Regions from separate parts of the Mus musculus genome. Here regions 1, 2, 4, 5, 6 and 7 are each linked to region 3. Evidence: chromatin contacts called from public Micro-C and promoter capture Hi-C data. All regions are on one chromosome and are shown on one strand. Each heading gives the region's core, a stretch centred on a gene start, on an enhancer-like site or on the middle of the called end of the contact. The rest is flanking DNA. Distances are from core to core; before and after follow the strand shown. Region 1 holds the start of Tbc1d8 (TBC1 domain family, member 8). Region 2 holds the start of Il1r1 (interleukin 1 receptor, type I). Region 3 holds the start of Map4k4 (mitogen-activated protein kinase kinase kinase kinase 4). Region 4 overlaps Il1rl2 (interleukin 1 receptor-like 2). Region 5 has its middle 30 kb from the start of Il1rl1. Region 6 overlaps Il1r1 (interleukin 1 receptor, type I). Region 7 has its middle 49 kb from the start of Il1rl2.

The links. Promoter capture Hi-C pulls out the DNA fragments that hold promoters and counts their contacts. Hi-C and Micro-C count contacts between places; a contact is called where the count stands out from the background.
Region 1: a contact with region 3 is called in a Micro-C map of embryonic stem cells, with 3 times the contacts expected there. The contact joins the promoter of Tbc1d8 here to the promoter of Map4k4 in region 3. A contact is called at or near these places in 2 of 39 promoter capture datasets (the SN4741 cell line and neutrophils), 2 of 484 Hi-C or Micro-C datasets (both in embryonic stem cells) and 1 of 115 datasets of contacts at active chromatin or transcription factors (embryonic stem cells).
Region 2: a contact with region 3 is called in a promoter capture Hi-C map of pre-B cells, with 2.8 times the contacts expected there. The contact joins the promoter of Il1r1 here to the promoter of Map4k4 in region 3. A contact is called at or near these places in 6 of 39 promoter capture datasets (the 3T3-L1 cell line, 3T3-L1-derived adipocytes, hippocampal neurons and 2 more) and 1 of 115 datasets of contacts at active chromatin or transcription factors (pancreatic cancer cells).
Region 4: a contact with region 3 is called in a promoter capture Hi-C map of the 3T3-L1 cell line, with 2.7 times the contacts expected there. The contact joins the enhancer-like site here to the promoter of Map4k4 in region 3. A contact is called at or near these places in 2 of 39 promoter capture datasets (both in the 3T3-L1 cell line) and 1 of 115 datasets of contacts at active chromatin or transcription factors (microglia).
Region 5: a contact with region 3 is called in a promoter capture Hi-C map of the HPC-7 cell line, with 3 times the contacts expected there. The contact joins the enhancer-like site here to the promoter of Map4k4 in region 3. A contact is called at or near these places in 15 of 39 promoter capture datasets (the 3T3-L1 cell line, 3T3-L1-derived adipocytes, the HPC-7 cell line and 10 more).
Region 6: a contact with region 3 is called in a Micro-C map of embryonic stem cells, with 7 times the contacts expected there. The contact joins the enhancer-like site here to the promoter of Map4k4 in region 3. A contact is called at or near these places in 9 of 39 promoter capture datasets (the 3T3-L1 cell line, 3T3-L1-derived adipocytes, frontonasal cranial neural crest and 5 more), 1 of 484 Hi-C or Micro-C datasets (embryonic stem cells) and 1 of 115 datasets of contacts at active chromatin or transcription factors (pancreatic cancer cells).
Region 7: a contact with region 3 is called in a promoter capture Hi-C map of the 3T3-L1 cell line, with 6 times the contacts expected there. The contact joins the enhancer-like site here to the promoter of Map4k4 in region 3. A contact is called at or near these places in 9 of 39 promoter capture datasets (the 3T3-L1 cell line, 3T3-L1-derived adipocytes, HPC-7-derived erythroid cells and 5 more), 3 of 484 Hi-C or Micro-C datasets (3T3-L1-derived adipocytes, palatal mesenchyme and uterus) and 2 of 115 datasets of contacts at active chromatin or transcription factors (effector CD8 T cells and memory CD8 T cells).

What each region holds. Positions count from the first base shown.
Region 1 is chr1:39,477,443-39,480,142 of GRCm38.p6, reverse strand. It overlaps Tbc1d8 (TBC1 domain family, member 8), which reads left to right and starts at 1,396. Exons shown (of 20, transcript NM_018775.4): 1 at 1,396-1,703. The coding sequence starts at 1,577.
Region 2 is chr1:40,265,295-40,267,994 of GRCm38.p6, reverse strand. It overlaps Il1r1 (interleukin 1 receptor, type I), which reads right to left and starts at 1,409. Exons shown (of 11, transcript NM_001123382.1): 1 at 1,114-1,409.
Region 3 is chr1:39,899,501-39,902,200 of GRCm38.p6, reverse strand. Map4k4 (mitogen-activated protein kinase kinase kinase kinase 4) reads right to left here and starts at 1,288. Exons shown (of 32, transcript NM_001252200.1): 1 at 915-1,288; 2 at 627-692. The coding sequence starts at 971.
Region 4 is chr1:40,338,286-40,340,985 of GRCm38.p6, reverse strand. All of the region lies in intron 4 of Il1rl2 (interleukin 1 receptor-like 2), which reads right to left. Among named protein-coding and RNA genes, the nearest start is that of Il1rl2, 15 kb to the right of the region's middle. Within about 2 kb of position 1,450, at least 19 of the 459 cell types and tissues checked have an H3K27ac peak or open chromatin away from gene starts, as enhancers often do.
Region 5 is chr1:40,408,741-40,411,440 of GRCm38.p6, reverse strand. It overlaps a transcript of Il1rl1 not described here. Among named protein-coding and RNA genes, the nearest start is that of Il1rl1, 30 kb to the left of the region's middle. Within about 2 kb of position 1,355, at least 27 of the 459 cell types and tissues checked have an H3K27ac peak or open chromatin away from gene starts, as enhancers often do. A contact at or near this core is called in the HPC-7 cell line, where this site is marked.
Region 6 is chr1:40,301,991-40,304,690 of GRCm38.p6, reverse strand. Il1r1 (interleukin 1 receptor, type I) reads right to left here. Exons shown (of 11, transcript NM_001123382.1): 8 at 2,262-2,413. Among named protein-coding and RNA genes, the nearest start is that of Il1rl2, 21 kb to the left of the region's middle. Within about 2 kb of position 1,255, at least 9 of the 459 cell types and tissues checked have an H3K27ac peak or open chromatin away from gene starts, as enhancers often do. A contact at or near this core is called in embryonic stem cells, where this site is marked.
Region 7 is chr1:40,371,772-40,374,471 of GRCm38.p6, reverse strand. No RefSeq gene overlaps it. Among named protein-coding and RNA genes, the nearest start is that of Il1rl2, 49 kb to the right of the region's middle. Within about 2 kb of position 1,286, at least 14 of the 459 cell types and tissues checked have an H3K27ac peak or open chromatin away from gene starts, as enhancers often do.

The DNA of each region.
Region 1 (2,700 bases), core at 147-2,646, 420 kb after region 3:
GGGCTTACTTCGTGGTGACATTTGTATACAACATGGCTCTAAAACTTGCTTATTTTCCCCTCCACCGTCCTCCCCATCCCCCAACCTCCCGTCTCACTTTGCTTTCTACAGGGCTACTGTCTGTTGGATCTGACCAGTTTCTGATCCTCCCCCAGGACAGCTTCTACTTTCCAGTTCTGTCCTACTTAACAACCACATTTTGTCCTTTTGTCAAAACCCAGGGACTAAGGGAACCTTTCCCCTCCCTTTGGCTAAGATATCCGATCTAACCACCTCCCCACAGAGAACACGTGGATCCCTTTCCCTCGGCCTTTTTCAAGGACAGCTAACATGTCTACTCTAGCCTAGAGAAAATATTTATTTAAAACCCTGTACTCACATGCCCCGTGGCTTCTCGTTACTATTACCTGCTCCCATGTTCTAGTGGGTTTGTTTTTTTCTTTAATGTTTTCTCAGAATAGACACAAGAGCCTTATTTTTTTCCGGAGAGGACCTGCAGGGGTGAGTCTCATAGTGGTGCCTTCTAGGTCCTATGTCTCTGTAAGACATTCAGTGTTCAGTATGGTCTGCTGCTGGACTCAGGTTTCTGCGTTGCCACCTCTCCTATAGCTTCAGTTGTATCCTTACAAAAGCATGAAAAAATATTCTGTAAGAGAAATAATAAGTGGGGGATGTCAAGAATGACTCCTGCTGCCAGGCCTGATGACCTGAGTTGGATTCCCAGGGTCCACATAATGGAAGCCAAGACTGACTCCTCAAAGTTGTCTTCTGACTTCCACGCGCCAAACTGTCTCTCGTGACCACCCCCTCCAATAAATAAAATGTAATAAAGAAGAAATGTAAATGTTTGAATTAACGGAAAGCAATTTCTCTGACCCTCTCCTTGCTGTATATATGGACTAAAATATGTAGCATTCTGTGTTAATTTAAAAAAAAAATGAAGAGCGCAGCATTAAAAAAAAATCCAGATACAATTGTCTCCAATTTTCAGTGTTAGCTTTTGGTTATTTGAAACTTGAACACACTCCAGTTTACTGGCGTGCATTGTGCTCTTTAAGGTTAAGACTCTGGGTTGGGCAACCTGCAGCTTGGATAACAAGATGTCTTTTCCCCCTAGGTCCTTCCTCCAGCTTTTAAACAAGGAGCGTGGAGACAACTTGCGCAGTTGCTCGCTTCCTACCGGGAAGGAGGGAATTCGAGACTCGTCCGGGACTAGAGGGAGGAGACCTGGCAGTGGCTCCGATTTCCTCCCGCCACTCCGGAACCCTGGCCGGGAGCCGCAGAGACTAGGAAACCAGGGAGGCGCCACTGGAGCCTCGGGGAGGGTGGAGGGCGTGGCTTCGGGGGTGGGCGGGACCGCGGCTGGTGGGCAGGGTCTAGCCGGGGCGGGGCCACGGCAGGCAGCGCGGGGTGAGCCCGGCGAGCTGTGGTCTCCGCGCTCCGGGGCTCGGCAGGCGCTCCCGCTTCTGTCTCCGCGCGCAGTTCCCGCCGCCTCCTTCCAAGCGGGCTCGGCCCGGTGCGGCCGGCTGCTGGGGCGATGTGAACCGGGACCCGCAGGCGCGGCAGGTTCGCCGCGATGTGGCTCAAGCCCGAGGAGGTGCTGCTCAAGAACGCGCTGAAGCTCTGGGTGACCCAGAAGAGCAGCTGCTACTTCGTCTTGCAGCGGCGCCGCGGGCACGGCGAGGGGGGCGGCCGCCTCACCGGTAAGGGGCGCGCGCGGCGGCCCGGCCCGGCCTCTGTCCCTGCCGCCCGGCCGCGTCGCAGGTGGTGTCTCGGTGGCAGCCGACGAGGCCAGGACGGCCCTGCCTATGGCTTGTTTTCCTTTTTCCTGCGTTTCTCACGCGAGCTCCGGTCGGGCTTGGAGCTCAGGGACCCACGGGCCGAGAGAGGCAGGTGCATCTGGTGTGACCTGGCTCGCGAACGCTGGAGACGCAGCTTCTAGAGCTTGCCCCAAGGCAGCGAGATCGGGGCGCCCTAGGGCCCCGCCAGGTGACAGAAGGGTGCGCCCAGGCAGGCCCGGACTTGGCCATCTGGACGCAGCTGTGGCTCCAGGTGGTGTTGCAGCTGCGGACTTCAGGCCAGATCATCGGGAGGTTCTAGAGATCCAGGACTTTCTGGCCCAGGAGGCGGGGGCTGTCTTCGCTTCGAGGGGAAACTGAGGCACTATAGTTGCGTAGCGAAGTTAAGCATGCCGCTTTTGTTTCTCCTTTCAATGTCTTCTGTGGAACGATAGGACAAAAATACGATAGGCTTTGAAGTTGTCTCCAAGCAAGGCATTTTCCCCTTCTAAAAGTTATGGCTCAAAGCTGTTAAGAGATTGGGATCAGCTCGCGTTATTAGCTAGAGCACCTGCTCAATCAGGGAAGGGGAATTGTCGTGTTTTGCCTAGGGGGTTGGAATGATTCCTTTGGTTAAGGAGCCACCTCTGGTAAAAGGGACTTCAGATGATGGTCCTTTCATAACCTTCTACTGAATGTCGCTGAGGGGGTCAACAGACCTAAACGGTGCGCTCGGGTTAATTGCTGGTGACTGTCTGCACCTGGGCCAGTCTGGAGACGGCCCTTTGGGAGCAGAGTCTGGTTGGAGAAATGAGGAATATGCTTCTACCTAAAATCATGTATTTTAGCTTCAGGAAAAGCTAGCAGGTGTAGGGTGGGGTCAGGGTCCACGATGACAACCGAGACTCTCCTGAGAATTCAG
Region 2 (2,700 bases), core at 160-2,659, 370 kb before region 3:
GAGCCTACTGGCAAGTAAATACTATGCACCAGAATGGGAGCCAGCCCACGATGTTTCCACTTAGGTCAGAAGCTAGTTTAAGATGTGTGTATATATAATTAAATTAGATAATGGGTAGGATATTAAGAAATTAGAAGAGATCAAAATAGAAAAGGATGCCAGCAGCTGCTTGGTAAGTTAAGAGGGGGAAGAGGTAGTACTTGTCACCAGCACCAGCTCCTGGAGCTCACAGCCATGGGATTCCATGTGGGATATCCACCACCCAGAAGACTACTATTAAGTGAGGATGACTCGGGCACCAATTCCAATGACAGATAGACTTCATCTCTTCTTTATCATGGCCCAAGTAGCCCAACTGATTAGATTCTGTTGTCTCAGTTCCTAGGCTGTTCCTTGGGGTCAGAAAGATGGGATGCTCCCAGCTGGTGAACATCGGAAGCAGTACAGAGAGCTAGCCTGGTGGGAAGATGAGTCTACCTGCCTTCCCTGGCAGCCGCTCTCACTCACCCGGTCTCCCCAAGGGGATCTGAAGCTCAGAGGGTGCCAATCCTCAGAAAAGATAGCCGCTAAGCTTCTGATATAAAGCAAGGTGACCTTGGCATCTCACCTACAGGACTTCTGGGAGGAGAAAGGGCGGTAAGAATAAGGGGCCCTATAAACAGCCAAGTGCTGTGTGGTTTTGTAAATAATGCATCTACATTCCCCAGTATCGACCTGTCTGGAGAGAGGAGACATCTCATCAGGGGCATTAAGGAATCCACTTCTTGCCTCATTAAGACCTCTCTTCTGAGCCCAAACCTCTAAGAGGGACACTCCTGAACAAGTTAGTTGCATTTGGCCCAATTTCAAGGCCTGGGAGCAATTTACTCAAGGGAGACTCATCTACCTAGAGCAAACTTAAAGAGTTGGGCAAGTTCCCAACACACACACACACACACACACACACACACACCAGAAAGGGGGAGGACTAAACTGTCACTACCTTTATCCTACATCCACAGAGAACGCTGACCTGCTGGCTACTGGGAGTAACTTAAGAAAGGCATTTGTCTGGGTCAAGGCAGCTCTGAGGCCTTGCGACCCTATTTCAGGAACTCTCTAGTTTTCTCCTACCTGGGCGTGCCCGGGTGCCCCAGTGGCGATGTTCAACAATCCAGCAGCTCCGAACTAAACCCGTTCAGGCCGGGAGCAACCGGAGCCCTGGGAGCCGCTCAAGGGCTGCTCCGCGCTCGCTCGGGGGTCACATTCCTTCCGCTCTGGGGCAGGCGGGCACCAGCTGGGCTCCCGCCCTTCTAGGTGGGCGCCGCGCTCCCAGGCGGCTCCTGGAACCCCGCACCAGCTAAGACCTTCTGAGCAGCACGCTGCTCCCACTCTGAGCCGCCCGCGGGGGCGTGCAGCGGGCGGAGACTGCAGGCCAGCGTCCTCAGCCTCGGGCTCGGAGCTAGCTGGCCCAGTGCCAATGCCCCGCCCTGGGAGCCGGATAGGTTGGGTTGTGGAGTTTCTGCCCCACATCCCAGAATATCTACATCCACGCAGAACATTCCAGGGTCTCTGTATCCCTCCGGGGGTGGAGGCAATGGAGGGTCTCTGCATCTCCTTGGGGGCATTTGGAGGGTCACTGCATCTCCTTGGGGGCATTCCAAAATCCCTGCATCCTTGCCAGATGTCCCAGATTCCAGGAAGAATGGCTCTGATTCCCAGATGGCTTGGCTCCTCTGAGCAGCCTCTGTGTTCCCACCCAAACCAAAATTAGATGGGTCAACTCACGTCTACATCGCAACCAGATTGTGCCACCTAACAAGAACCGAGCTGGTGACCCATGGGGTATCAGATCCTGAGGAAAACACAGTTCTGTGCTCAGCACAACTGGAGCCCAGTACTGTGTGCCTCGAACTGGCTTTGAGCACTTAGCCGAGTCATTAAGTTTGCAATACCTTGATTTCCTCTTTTGGTATAAAGGCCCGCAGCCTTTATAGGTAGGAGGAGTTAAAGAGCTCTGGTGAAGAGTTGATAGTTCATAGGCTTTTTACTTGGTTGCTTTACTGCTGTCCACCAGGCTGAAAAACAGGTCCCCTTATCATATCCCAATTAATTGTAGGATTTGCTCTGCAAAGGAGAATTCCAGAGTTCTCAGAAAGCACATGAAAAAAAAAATCAAGAATAGCCAAATTTTAGGACAGGGTGCAAGGAGGACATTGTGGTCCTGGAAATAGCACCAACCATTCCGTGCTCCCTACCCTCACCCCCCAGCTTCTTCCACATATAATGCACCACCCTGCAATACAACTGCAAAGAAACAGTGATTGCTTAATACCTCTAGATAGAGCACATGGCCATTTCCTGCATGCCTTCCAGCGTGGACAGGCCTTGAATTTCCTGCCTTATTCGCGTATGCAGCCTAGAAACCCAAGGTTGAAGTAACCCCGGGGGAAACTCTGAGATGGTAGAAAGCTTAAAGGGGCAGCATCAATGGTATATCATAGATGCCACCTGTGGCCTAGCAGGGCAGAAGGTCCTCACTCATTTCCAAAGGTTTGGACTGCTCCTTTGCCTCCGAAAGGCAGGCTTAAGTCTGGCAAGGAACTGGTGCCTTATCCCTAACCCTGCCCTAGCCCTGTCCCATGGGTCTGTATTCCAGAGGCTGTTCTCACAGCCTTGAGTACTTCTAACTCACATCCACAGAAGATTTGACCCCCTTAG
Region 3 (2,700 bases), core at 39-2,538:
AATTCACATTTTATAATCCCCACACTGTAATTCCTCCTGTTCCCGTGGCCCAAAAGCACACTCCCCCGCCCGCTTCCCCAAGATACTGTCCACTAGAACAGGGTATGCTGGCCAAGCTTTAAAATCAGTACCAGGTAACGCTAGCCTCCCCAAGTTGGAGCCTACGGCAAGCACTCCGAAGGCAGAAGCACGATGACATGTCTCAAGAATACCAAGGCAGTGGCTGAGTGGAGTCATAGGCAAGGCCTGTCTACACCGAATTTTAATTCACGGACAAACGCAAACGCATGAAGGCCAGATTTGGAGGAAAGGGGGTTTGGGGGGAGACCCTGTGGTCACCCTCGAACACAAAATTCCTTTTCTATTTTGCTAAAGCCAAGTGCATGCCTAACAGTGTAGCTTATTTCCTTTATCTCAAAGCCAGGAAATGAGGTCTTTTAAGGCCAGTCTGAACACAGGCAAAAAAACAAAAAAGAAAAAGAAAAAAAAAGAAAAGCCAGGCGAAACCCCCTTTCCCAACTTTGGCCAGGCGGCACGGCCTGCAGTCAGCAGCGTTTCGTCACCCTTTCCCTCGTCCCCTAAGAAGTTTCTCCACGCCACGGGGAACAAAGGCGCCCCACACCGACCTTATAGACTTGTCCATAGGTGCCATTTCCAACCACTTCCACCAGCTCAAAAATCCCAGCAGGGTCCTGGAGAGAGAGGAGGGGGAGGTTATCAACTCAAAAGAGGGACCCCAACCGAGGAGGGCGAGAGGGCGGAGGGAGGGATGCAGGGCGGTGACAAAGGCTCGCCCCGCCGGGTCCCCGGGAGCGCCGTGGCACCCGCCCGCCCGCTCGCCCGGCAGACAAAGGGGCCGCCGCGCCCGCGGGTGTCCGTGTCCACCGCGGCGCGCAGGGCGCGGCCGCACTCACCCGCAGGGACGACAGGTCAATGTCCACCAGGCTCTTCGCGGGAGAGTCGTTCGCCATCTTCCCCGGGTCGCCGCTCCGGGAGCGGGCGAGAGAGCGAGAGACGGGCAGGGGCTCGGCGGCGCCGGGGCTCGGGCCGCACGGGCAGGCCGCCGCCGCCCGGGCGGCTTGTCGTCCGGTCGGAGCGGAGCGCGGCGCGGAGAGCGCTGGCCGCGGAGCTCACACCATGGCTTGGCGGTCCTCCCTCGGCCCCCACCCGCCCCCCGGGCGTCGCCCGCCGCCTCAGGCCCCGGCGCCCCGCGCGCGCGCGCCTGCACGAGCGGCCCGGAGCTGGGGCCGGAGAGCGCGGCGAGCGAGCGAGCGCGAGGCCGCGAGACAAAGATGCCGCGGGAGGCGGGGGCGGGGGCGGGGACGCGGGGCACCGACCGGCGCCGCTGAGGAGGGGCGAGCGACTCCCCCGCCCCCTCCGCCGGGAGAGCGGGCGGAACCCGGCCCTCGCCCTCGCTCGCTCGCCGCCCGCCCGCGTGAATATTCAGCAGGGGTGGGGCTCGAACAATGGCCGGGCGGCCGGCCCTCCGCGGATGGTGGCCCGGCCCGGGGTGGGGCCGGGAGCCCTCGGGGCCTTCCCGGAGGAAGTGCGGGGCGCGGCGGAACACCCCAGCCTCCGCTAACAATGAATGAAAGACTCGGAGCGCCCCGGCGGCCCCGTGGACACCCCACCCGCGCCGCTCGCCCGGGAGAGGGTGTGCCAGGACGCGCCGGGGTCGGGCCTCGGACCCCTCCGCCGCCTACGGCCGGTCGGTCCCGTAGACCCTCGTTTCCTTTTTACCCCCCAAGGGGTGTTCCTCTCCTTTCTCCTTTCCTGTCTCAGTTTGTGGCTTGGTTGCTGCTGGAGGATTCGCTGAGCATCACTTGACCGTCCGGGAGAATCCAAAACAGTCGCTGTGATTGCTCGCTGCTGTGTTCCCCGAGCCAGTTTGGCCCATGGGAGGGAGGGCGGACGGGCGAGCCCTCTGCTCGGGATCTAAAACCCTGACAGTACCTGGATGGAGATCACCACGGGTCACCAAACAGGCTTCTTCCAGCATGCCACAGCAAGTCAGCTAGGCAGTTCAACTACTGTCCCTCTTTATCACGTCCCAGGACCAGCCAAAAACATGTTTAGTGACTCCCTGTTACCTCACAGCGGGTGTTCTCAACAGTATCCCAGAATGGCCAGGTACAAGATCGCTGTAAAATTGCTTGACTCCCACATGTAGAAGGCCTAGAATGGGCCTGATAAGTTAAGAGATGAAGCTAAGCTTGGTGTTACATGGCGCCCCCCAAAATCCACTGTTTCATGGGCATCTAGTTGTCAATAACGTTCTGCACCTCCCTCCCCACACACTCCACACTGTTCTGATTTAAGCAGTACACACCTTATAGCCTCGGAGTAGAAAACCCCCAATACTGCAATTGTTGTACTCAAACCCTAAAGACCCTAGCCTAGAGAGGAGCGAGCATACTCTCCACTTCGGCCTATACCCAGAGTTCAAGTCGCTGCCCCCAGAGAATGTCCAGCGCTCTTCTGCTTGGGTTACGTTCTAAGATGTTTGACATGAGACTCCATTGTAGAGTGAAATTATATTCGGAACTCCCAATATCTGTTCCTTAGGAAACGCACAGGAACAAAAATGTTGGTGAATTTGTTAGCGCTTGTCTGGTTTGGCTTTGTTATTATTTATTGATAATACAGTGATGTGTGCAGCCCATTTCATATATCTTATCTTACTGTTCTTCACGTGAACCT
Region 4 (2,700 bases), core at 201-2,700, 440 kb before region 3:
AAACTAGACCTAGACATGAGGTGTTTTCCTCTGTCTCTTTCCACTTTTTATTTTGAGACAGCACTGACTTGTCAGAACTGGTTGGCCAACAAGTCCTAAGGATCCGCCAGTCCCCTGTGCACCACCACACCCAGCTTTTTAAAATGTGTTTATGGGGAGCAATCAAGGTCCTCATGTTTCCAAGACAAACATATTGCCAAGTGAGCTGCCTTCAATTCACCTTCCTCACCAGTAACTCACCGTATCAAGCTAACCGCCTTCACCTCACACACCTGCTTCCGGACTCTTGCTCAAACCTGTTCCTTTGCAGCGCTCACTCCACACTGAGACTGCCTGGCTAGTTGAGTCTGTTTTTCTTTCTTCCTTCCTTCCTTCCTTTCTTCCTTTCATTCTTTCTTTCTTTTTTTTTTTTTTTTTTTTGGTTTTTTTCGAGACAGGGTTTCTCTGTGTAGCCCTGGCTGTCCTGGAACTCACTCTGTAGACCAGGCTGGCCTCGAACTCAGAAATCCACCTGCCTCTGCCTCCTGAGTGCTGGGATTAAAGGCGTGGGCCACCACGCCCAGCTTGAGTCTGTTTTTTATTTGAATTTTTGAGTTCCTATCTTTCCAGCACAGAGAGAGGCTTTGGCCATGCAGAAATTAGATGCATTTACTGTCCTCATGAAGATCACAGTTTCATAGTTAAAACAGATAAAACCCCAGTTCAAGGAAAATGTAAGTAACTCCGTGTTACATCCCCTTATCACTTAGTCACAGATGAGTGCATCCTCAGCAAAGAGGAATAAATCCACTCTGCATGGGCAATCCATAAGTAATGCCAGAATGCTTATTTACAAAGTACAACTTGTCTTCTTAAATGTGTTACACACTGCTCCAACAGATACTCTTTAAGGAAACTCTAGTTACCATTTGACAATTGCTCACCAGTAGTAGATGGGACCTACTATTAGGGGTTGGGTGGATAAGGCACCACAATAAAATCGGCACTTTGAATACAAGAGGCATTCAAATGAGTGTGTGGAGTGTTAGTTATTTTCATAGATATGCTCTATAAAATGGGGGAGTGATAAGACATATAAATTTATGTGGCACCTAGAGATTATTTACAGTCTATATCCATTAGACACATTACAACTAATCTCAAAGGTACCAAAACATGTCTGTTACATTAATGGGCAAAACTCAACACTTAATCCTTGGATTGATTTGACCAAAAGCAAACTCACAGCTGAGTTCTCCTCTTCCCACCCTGTGTCTTCTATCTGTAGTTTGTGGTTTGGGGCTTGTCTTTGGTTTGCTGTTGTATGAGTTTCATGGTCTACTTCTTCGGGGTTCAAGGTCTCAAAGCTCAAATTCTTAGATTCCAAAAACCTCTCTCCTGTAGGCTAAACTGGAGAGTCCCTTTCTAAGCACATTCTGTGCCATGCTTCATAGTTGAGCAATCCCACCTCTGACTCATTGGTTTCTTCCAATTATCCACATGAGCCATCACATTAACACTAACCTTGCTGTATAAAGATCATCCTGCCCCTTGCAGTGACTGGAAGTGCCATTTTCCCAATCTACTGGAGGGTACAAACTTCCCACTGGCTTAACTTTTATTTTTGGGGGATATCTCATTATCAAGATTTAAACAGAAATAATAAAAATGGCAGCCATTAATCGTTTTCCAGTTAGATTGTTATAGAGATGCATTATTACGAAAATAGATCACATTTCTAAGAGACTGGAACTTTTGTTGGACCATATAGTCAAGTTGCTAATGCCCCTTGAGATGTCTTAAGACTTATCCTGATGTCATACTGTTCCCTAAGCCTGATTTTTAATCTACTTTAAGAGAATAACATAACAGTCAACCCCACTAACCTTGGATTTCCCATGTATCAGTCACAACATAAGTTAGTACATATCTCTAATTTTAAATTATGTACTATGCCACTCTCCTGATGCAAAGAGCAATGTATGCATGTACTTGTGTTATGCTAGTCAACCCTGAAAACATGATACAGGTATAAAAAGATCTTGTATGCAAACTTCTACCATAAATATTGGGTACAACATACAGTTATAACTTGAAAATAGTATGTTTTTAAAACTGAGTGCTTTGGGGTCAGCTGGAGTCAGTGACCTAATCCCTTGCTAAACTCTGGTAAAAATTTATGTAAAGTGGCTTTCATTCCATCCCATGTGATGCTATAATGTTCAGTCAATACAGAGCAAAACAATTTGTTAGGGACACAAAGAAAGAGACAATAAGCCACCAAATGGCTACAGGTAGATACAGACACAAGGACTCAGCAACCGATAGAATAATGACAACCCCCAAACCTCAAATTAAGACAGACAGATGGACAGAGACACAGGGAGAGAAAAAAAATTCAAACTTGAGTTTGTTCTTGATCAAATGAATCCAAGGGTAAGTGTGAATATTCTTTTATTTATGTGACACCAACACATTTGGGTACTTCTGAAGCTATCTGTAGTGCATGTAACCAATGCAGGTTTTAAATAATCTAAGCTCTGGGAACCATGCAAATGTAAATCTTTTATTTACTCATAGCTCACAAGCTAATGCTATGAAGATACTGTCATTCATCAGCACACATTCTGACTCCTGTTCTAATCCCACTTCGGCAAGTACAGCATCTTTTTCAGATGCAAAATATCCCAGGACAGCCTAACTAATACACACTGGATGTAA
Region 5 (2,700 bases), core at 106-2,605, 510 kb before region 3:
TCACTGCTGCACACAAATAGGAAAAATGTGGTTCAGCATCCTCCATTTCCTCTTTCTCTTCGTCCCAAAATAGTATCTGTCAAAAAAAAAAAAAACTTACCATGTTTTCAGCCCAGTTATTCCAGTCGAATCCAGTATTCCACAGATCAAATCATGCCCAGTCACTTAGTAACTATATCACCCTAATATAGTTATTCAACATCTGTAAACCTCCATTCTCCTATTTGAAAAAATAAGAATTATAGCAATACTTGTCTCACTGGGGTTTAAAGAACAAACCAAGGAGTAGAAGCGTCCATGACAGCGACCACCATAGGACAGGAACTTAGCTAGCCTGTAGAGACATTTAAGGGTCTTTCCTATTTCTCCAACATGACAATTTCCTCAAGAGGATACTTATAGCTGTTTGATATTTCTGTCTTCTCCATTCCATGAACTAATAAGTGAGGTCCACTGGTTAGGAAGCCCTGTGAAGGTCCTTTTCAGTTGGTGGCTGAGGTTTGTTTATTCTCTCTACAAATGTATTCTCAGTTTGGTTAACATGCTTAGCTGCATGCACTACAACAAGAACAGTACTGGAAACAACAAAAACAAAAGCCATGGCCTCTTCCCTCAAGACGAGCCACTGACTGTCTATTATGAGAAATGGGCCTAAATCAAATAACAAACAAACAAGGACATGCTATTGTTAAAAAATGCTCCACCGGAGATGCCAGTTACAGTAGATTGGCAGCAGTATGAAGAGGTAGTGGAACCTTTTTAAAGGTGTGGACTGGAGGAGAGAGGTATACCATGGAGGACTTTCCCCTTACAGAACTGTAGAACTCTGAGGTGCTACCCATCTCTTACTCTGTTCCCCCGGAACATGATCAGAGGTGTGATTATATATCAGCAATAACCAGCCATCGGAGCCTTAAAAGAATGATTGGAAAATTGATAAGAAAGACATTTGGGGGGAATGTACAATGGTACATCTCTCCTAATGATCAGAGGATATAAAGTTACTTGGGTTCCAGGTGACTGTTATCAACCCCTTCCCTGACAATCTCTGTCATTTCCTAGTGAGCCTAGGAACAAAGTAGCTATGGCAGCCGGGTTGAAAGCAATGCGTACAGCCAGTAACACAGACAGAGAGCAGAGACCAATGCTGAGCAGCCAACGTGGCAGTATGTCCCAGGTGCCTAGCCAGCAGCCTGGTGTCATGTTAACTAACTTTGCCTACTTCCATGAAGAGAAGTGTGACATTTTGTCTTCACTGGCCCAGTTATTCTTTATGTTGCTTTGCCTGACCTGTGTGTAATGCTTCAGCCAAAATAACCACACAGGCTTAACAGGATGTCCTATTTCCCCATCTTACTATTCCACACAGCATTGCTCCTGAAAAAGGAACTTGCTTTACAAAGAAAGAAGTGCAACAGTGAGCCCATGCTCACAGAAGCCACTAGCCTTCCATGCCCCCCACCTTCCTGGAGTAGCTTGCCAAAAAAAAAAAAAAAAACAAAAAAACAAAAAAAAATGAATTGGACTGTGAAAGATAGAGTTAGAATATGGAAAAGTGGCAAGAGCCTGAGGCCTGGGGCAGATTCTTCAAAAGGCTGTATATTCAGCATCCGTATCCTACATGGATTCTGCATCACCATCCCACATGGATTCTGCATCACCATCCCACATGGATTCTGCATCACCATCCCACATGGATTGATTCTGCATCACCATTGTTAGAGACCATACCATGAGAAAGCAAGCCCTTCACAATCTCCCACCCTGACAAGCCAAATGGTCTCGTGCTAGGAGTGGGTCATCACTCCCTTCTCCCTGTTCCCTTCCTGGCACCTCAGGCTAAAAAAGCTGAATTATAGTCCCCTCTTCCTTATCTTTTCCTGACTCTTATGACATCCAAGGACATGAGTTATGCGCTGAGCCCAGCCTGATACCCAAGGCTGTTAAGGAGGATCTATGTTCCAGAGATAAGACACAGAGTGCCCACCACCTGGAGCCTGACTTCTGCCCTCATGTTAGCAGATGCCTACTTCTTTGTTCTCTGTTAATTCCCCCTCCACCCCTCCCTATTCCCCTCGATGTATGCTTTAAAATCCGGCGTCTCAGCCAAATAAACGGAGACCTTGATAGGAAACAATCTACTTGGTCTTCGGCTTTTATTTCTCTTCCATCCCATTTTCTTCCAGGTTTGCAGTCCCCCTCACACCCACGAATAGCTGAGTCCCAAGGGACGGGATACACCATCCTATATCATAGATTCTGCATCTGCCTCCGACATGTGGTACAGTTTCTGATAAAGCCAGGAGGGAAAAAAAAAAAAGAATGACACAACCCATCATCATCCACAGGGACCCATGAACTACTTGTCTACATCTTATTCCCATTAATAAAAGACTTGCCACCTACATGTATTTATTCCAAATGGAGAACTTCTGTCAGGTATATAAGTATTCCACTGAACTAGATGTTAACCAGCTAAGAAAGGAGTGACTTTGCTCCCAGGAGTGACTGTCCAGACTACTAGGGAGAAACTGGACTAATTCTCCCCAAAGAGTATGTCTGGAGTGTAACAGATTTTTCAGAATTTGGCCATGTCTTATGATTAAGATTAGTAGAAGATGACAACCCAATTCAGGTAAGATAATAAATCTACAGTCCTCAGAAATGAATATTTGGGTCTCTATTCGTTGTGACTGATCA
Region 6 (2,700 bases), core at 6-2,505, 400 kb before region 3:
TTTTTTTGGGGGGGGGGGGTTGGTTTTTTTGAGACAGAGTTTCTCTGTGTAGCCCTGGCTGTCCTGGAACTCACTTTGTAGACCAGGCTGGCCTCAGAAATCCACTTGCTTTTGCCTCCCGAGTGCTGGGATTAAAGGCGTGTGCTACCACGCCCAGCACTAATCACCTTTTCTAAAAACACAAAGACAAGACCTTTCTCCCAAATCAGCATATCCTTGAGCCAGTAACCAGAAAATCCTTTATATCGACCTCTCTCCCAGAGGAGTAAAATAACCACAAAACTCATCACACCCATTTTGAAAGTTAAAACAATCCAAAACACATGAAGTAAACTAAAATACTGTATGTGCCTATTCTTAGGCCTTTTCTATTTTGCCAGGCAGCATAATAACCAAGAATTCCCATGGAGCCCACGTTAGACAGAATTTGAGTATCCTGTGAGGCATATTAGAGCAATGTGTGTTTATACCATCTTTAAAACAATCAATTCACACTTGTTTCTGCTTATAAGCAGGCAGCTAGTCAAAGCAGAATTTATACCCAGAATTCCCGTGGAGCCCATGTAAGACAGAATTTGAGTATCCTGTAAGACGTATTAGACGTATTAGAGCAATACCATCTTTCTGTTCAGCTCGCTGCCTAGAGCCATAGACATTATTAATACCTATAATATAATGTATAATATCTATCTGTTGCTCTCTCTACCTGGAGCCACAGACATTGATAATTAATACCTGATCAAAGCAGGCAATGATTATCACTGCTCTCTCTACTGTGACTAATTTTCCCTATCCTAGTTCCAAACCACAGACGAAATTCCCCATGTGATTTGGACAGAATCTGTATATAAATCTATCCTAAAAGCAAATACTCCCAATTTTAAATTCACAGTTCAATCCCTCTGCCTTACAATGTAGGCAACTTCATTCTTCTATCTAACTCAAGGCAGCTTGCAATTCCCCACAGCGGGGAACCTCAGGGCCTGCTTAGTTTCAGTGTCCCCACCCCTTACCCCCCCACCCCGCGCTTGGATCATGTGACTAATCTAGTGCTACCTTTCTCTCACTTAGAAGATGAAACTTTAACTCTCAGGCTACTAATCTTAAATTTCTAGTGGATTCGTACCCAACACTTTGGTTTACCACCTGGTGCAGGAAATATTAAAAAGGACTGGCAAGTTCCCATGCTATACCCAGCTACTCTTTGCCCTGGCGGGCTGGCCAGCTATGAACTGGTGGCACGGCCTGTTCTTATCTCCTGGAGACTCTCTGACTCAAAACTCCAAAGTCTCTCCACCCAGCACACTAAGTTCCCACTGGCGGTTGTTATCATGCTGGCCCCATGCTTCCAATCCCCCATGGCCTTTGTGATGCACATCAGGCAAACCCACACTTTGCTGTTGTACCTTTCTCTCTGAAACCCAGCCAAGTCATTAAAAGAAGAAAAACACCACACAAACTTAGTTCAGAAACAATGGTAACTCAATCTCTGGGAACAACAACTAGAATCCTCATCTTGTAAGCCTTATTAAATCTAATTTCTCCTATGGTGAATCCTGGCAGATTGGCCATAAGCTGGGAGACACTAGTAGCTATGTCTTGTACTCACACTATCTCCATCCAGAAGATTCCAACTCTCTCCTCCTATGTCCTGCTTTTCTTAGTCAGCTTTAGTATTGTTTAGTATTTAACAATATTTCACAATCATTCTCAGGTTTTTGGACTATACCAACTCTCAAAAACCAGTGATCTCAGGGTTCCTTGTTATAAGCGGAGTATTTATGCTTTCTGTGTATAGCCATCTTGTTTGGTCATGTGTTTAAACATATTCATGACGTGCTTGCAATGAAGCAAATATAGGTAGCTATCAGCCAGGAAGAAGAAGAGGAGGAGGAAGAGGAGAAGAAGCAGAAGAAGAGGAGGAGGAAGAACAGGAGAGGAAGAGGAGGAAGAGGAGGAGGAGGAGGAGGAGGAGGAGGAGGAGGAGGAGGAGGAGGAGAACAGCAACAACAGAGTGAAATAGGTAGTATCCTAGCCAAAGAAACTAAGAAGGGTTCCTGTGCCTGGGATACAGGATGCCTCCGAAGTGGTACCCAGACAGAGGCAGGCAGAGTGGGATAGAAAGATCAGAGAATTCAGGACAAGAAGCAAAACAGATAGGAAGTTATTGCTGAAGAAGGGGTGAGGGGTGTTCCAGGCAAAGGAAAGCACACTGGAGTCCACCAGGCTAGGCAGTTTTTAAGTAAGCCTTTGATACTTACCTGGGTATATTAACTGCACATGCGCCGACTCAAAAATATTTGTGTTCTTAACAACACAGATAAACGGATAGCGATAAAACTGGCTTTTAACTTCTGAAATGTTAAGTGTTGTAATGAGTGTGTATTTTCTTTTGGTTGAAGGATGTTCCACACTGTTCAAGAGAAGGGGGTGAGGAGGGGGTTAATACAACAGAGTTGGCAAGATGCTTCAACACAGAATCAGACCTGCAGGCCCAGTTAACTGCTTTATTTGTATCATACATCACAGCTCAAATAATCACTGTCCCAGATCATGTGGATAACAGCTTGTCGTCAAGACAAATCTGAAACTGTATAACCTCAAGGTGAGAAACACTCAGTAGCAAAGAAATCAACATGAATTAGCAGCTTGCAAGAAATTAAAAAACAACACCCGCTTCTCTCTCTCTCTCCTCTCTCT
Region 7 (2,700 bases), core at 37-2,536, 470 kb before region 3:
GACTTAGTCACTCCAGAGTAAGAGGGGCTAAGACTTTCCTGTCAGGTCCCCTCTCTGAGTTGCTTACCTCTCTCAGCTACACCTCCATTTCGGCTTTGGACACACAGCAGTGTGTGTGTGTGTGTGTGTGTGTGTGTGTGTGTGTGTGTGTATGTGTGTATGCATGTGTGTGTACATGTGTGTGTGTGTGTGTGTGTGTGTACATGTGTGTGTGTATGTGTGTGGGGGTGTGCACGTGTGTGTGTGTGTGTGTTTGTGTGTGTGGCTTTGGACACACAGCAGTGTGCGTGTGTGTGTGTATGTGTGTGTGCGTGTGTGTGCGTGTGTGTGCGTGTGTGTGCGTGTGTGCGTGTGTGTGGAGCAAGACATCTTTGTGGAGTTGGTTCTCTCCTTCCATCCTACCTAGCTTCTGCATGCCAGTCACCATGCAGAAAAGCACCTTCACCCTCTGATGGAGTGGAAATTTCTGGTTTCTTTGGAGACTCACTTGTGTCATGTGATGCATGTCTGAAAACTGTCTTCTGAGAGGATCTTTGCTGAGGCAGACGACACTTGGAGGACACAGGGTGTTTGGAAAGAGTAAAAGTGGAACCCAGCAGACAGTTCGCATTGGTTCCCCTTGCAAGGCTTTCCTGGTCTACATGATCCTTGCTTGTGCTGACTTCCTGGAGAGAAAAGCACCAAAGAACTTGTCTCTGGTATTCCGGCTGCTTCTTGCCGCTTCTCTGATTGAGCTACTGCTACCAATTCATGTTTGGTATTTTGGACTGGACTGCTGAGATCCTGACAACAAAGATTGTATCGCCCCAAAGAACTACTTCTAAACATGTCTACACCCCGCCTTGTTCTATTAAACATCTCTCCCCTCCTTTGGTTGGTGGGCTAGAAGGGAGATCAAAGCATTTAAGAACCCTTATCAAAGTAGGTTTTGAAAAATCTAAGCCTACACTCTGATCTGTCTCACCACCCCCACTCCTTCATCTTTACCATCTTGTTACATTTTAAATGTTGAGATAACTATTGGTTAGCAAACAAAGTATTGGGTTTCATCCATTTTCATATATGTTTATCGTTATACTTCACTCATATTCACCATCTGAAACCCTCTTCTGTTCCTTCCCTCTGCCTGCTAGTCACCCCTAGAATGCTTCCTACTCTGATTTCATGTTGTATATGTTGTGTGTAAAAGAGAATTATAGATTACCCCATCTTCTTTTTCCTACTCCGTTCAGCACACACCCATGGCCCTTGGAGGCCTCCCTGACACTTTATGACTCACGTTCTTAAAACACAAATTCTGCACTTAAGAGAAAACATGTGCTGTGTGTCCCTTGGGTCTGAATTATTCTGCAAAGCATGAGAATCTGCAGTTCTATCCTTTCCCTGAAGATGACATGATTTCATTCTTCACAGCAGAACAAAGTTCCCTTAGTGTACGGAGCACATTTTTTTCCTCCTCTTCTGTTCACACACATTCAAGTTGCTTCTGTATCTTGGGTACTGTAAACAGTGCATCCACAGAGATGTATCAGTATGTCTCGAGTGTGCTAACAGAGATTTCCTGGTGTGTACACCCAGGAGTGAGACACCTGGGTCATGTGGTAGGCCTGCTTGGGCTTCATTGTTTTTGTTAGGGTGTTTTATTGGTTTGAGGGAGCCTTCCATGTTGGTTTCCATAATGGATGCAGGAGTTTGCATCCCCAGCCACCGGGCATGAGGGCGTCACTCTCACCACTGACTGAGGTGCAGGATTAAAATCATGTGCACCAGGTAGCAGAAAGGTTTGAAGAGCTGCCTCACATGCACAGTTGACTGACAGTAGCTTGGCTGTGAAGAATCCTCAGCTCTCTTCCACCAGCCTTCCCCTGGGATTCAGCATAGTTTTTGATGGGGTAGCTGATGGTCTCCCTATTTTAGGCAGATAAATACTCCTTATCCAAGAGGAATTCATCCTAGAGTCCCCAATGGAGACTAGAACTGAGAATAATAACAAACCATATATATTCATACATACATACATACATACATACATACATACATACACACATATCCATTTACTCTATGAATGTTCCTATGATGCAGCTTAACTTAAACTTTTGATGCAGTAAGAGATTAATAACAATACCTGACAATTATAAAGATATACTTCAGCCAGAGTCACATGACTGTGAGCTCTCCTGAGCTTGAACTTGGCTACACTGACCCATCTCGGGATGATGGGATGACATTTATAGGAAGAACCTTGTCTTAGTCAGGGTTTCTATTCCTGAACAAACATCATGACCAAGAAGCAAGTTGGGGAGGAAAGGGTTTATTCGGCTTACACTTCCATACTGCTGTTCATCACCAAAGGAAGTCAGGACTGGAACTCAAGCAGGTCAGGAAGCAGGAGCTGATACAGAGGACATGGAGAGATGTTCTTTACTGGCTTGCCTCCCCTGGCTTGCTCAGCCTGCTCTCTTATAGAACCCAAGACTGCCAGCCAAGAGATGGTTCCCCCTTGATCACTAATTGAGAAAATGCCTTACAGTTGTATCTCATGGAGGCATTTCCTCAACTGAAGCTCCTTTTTCTGTGATAACTCCAGCTGTGTCAAGTTGACACAAAACTAGCCAGTACAAACCTGAACTACCAGCACGACTATGCTGACACTTTGGAGGCATCACTAAGTGAAATAATAGTTACAAGAGCTCAAACCAT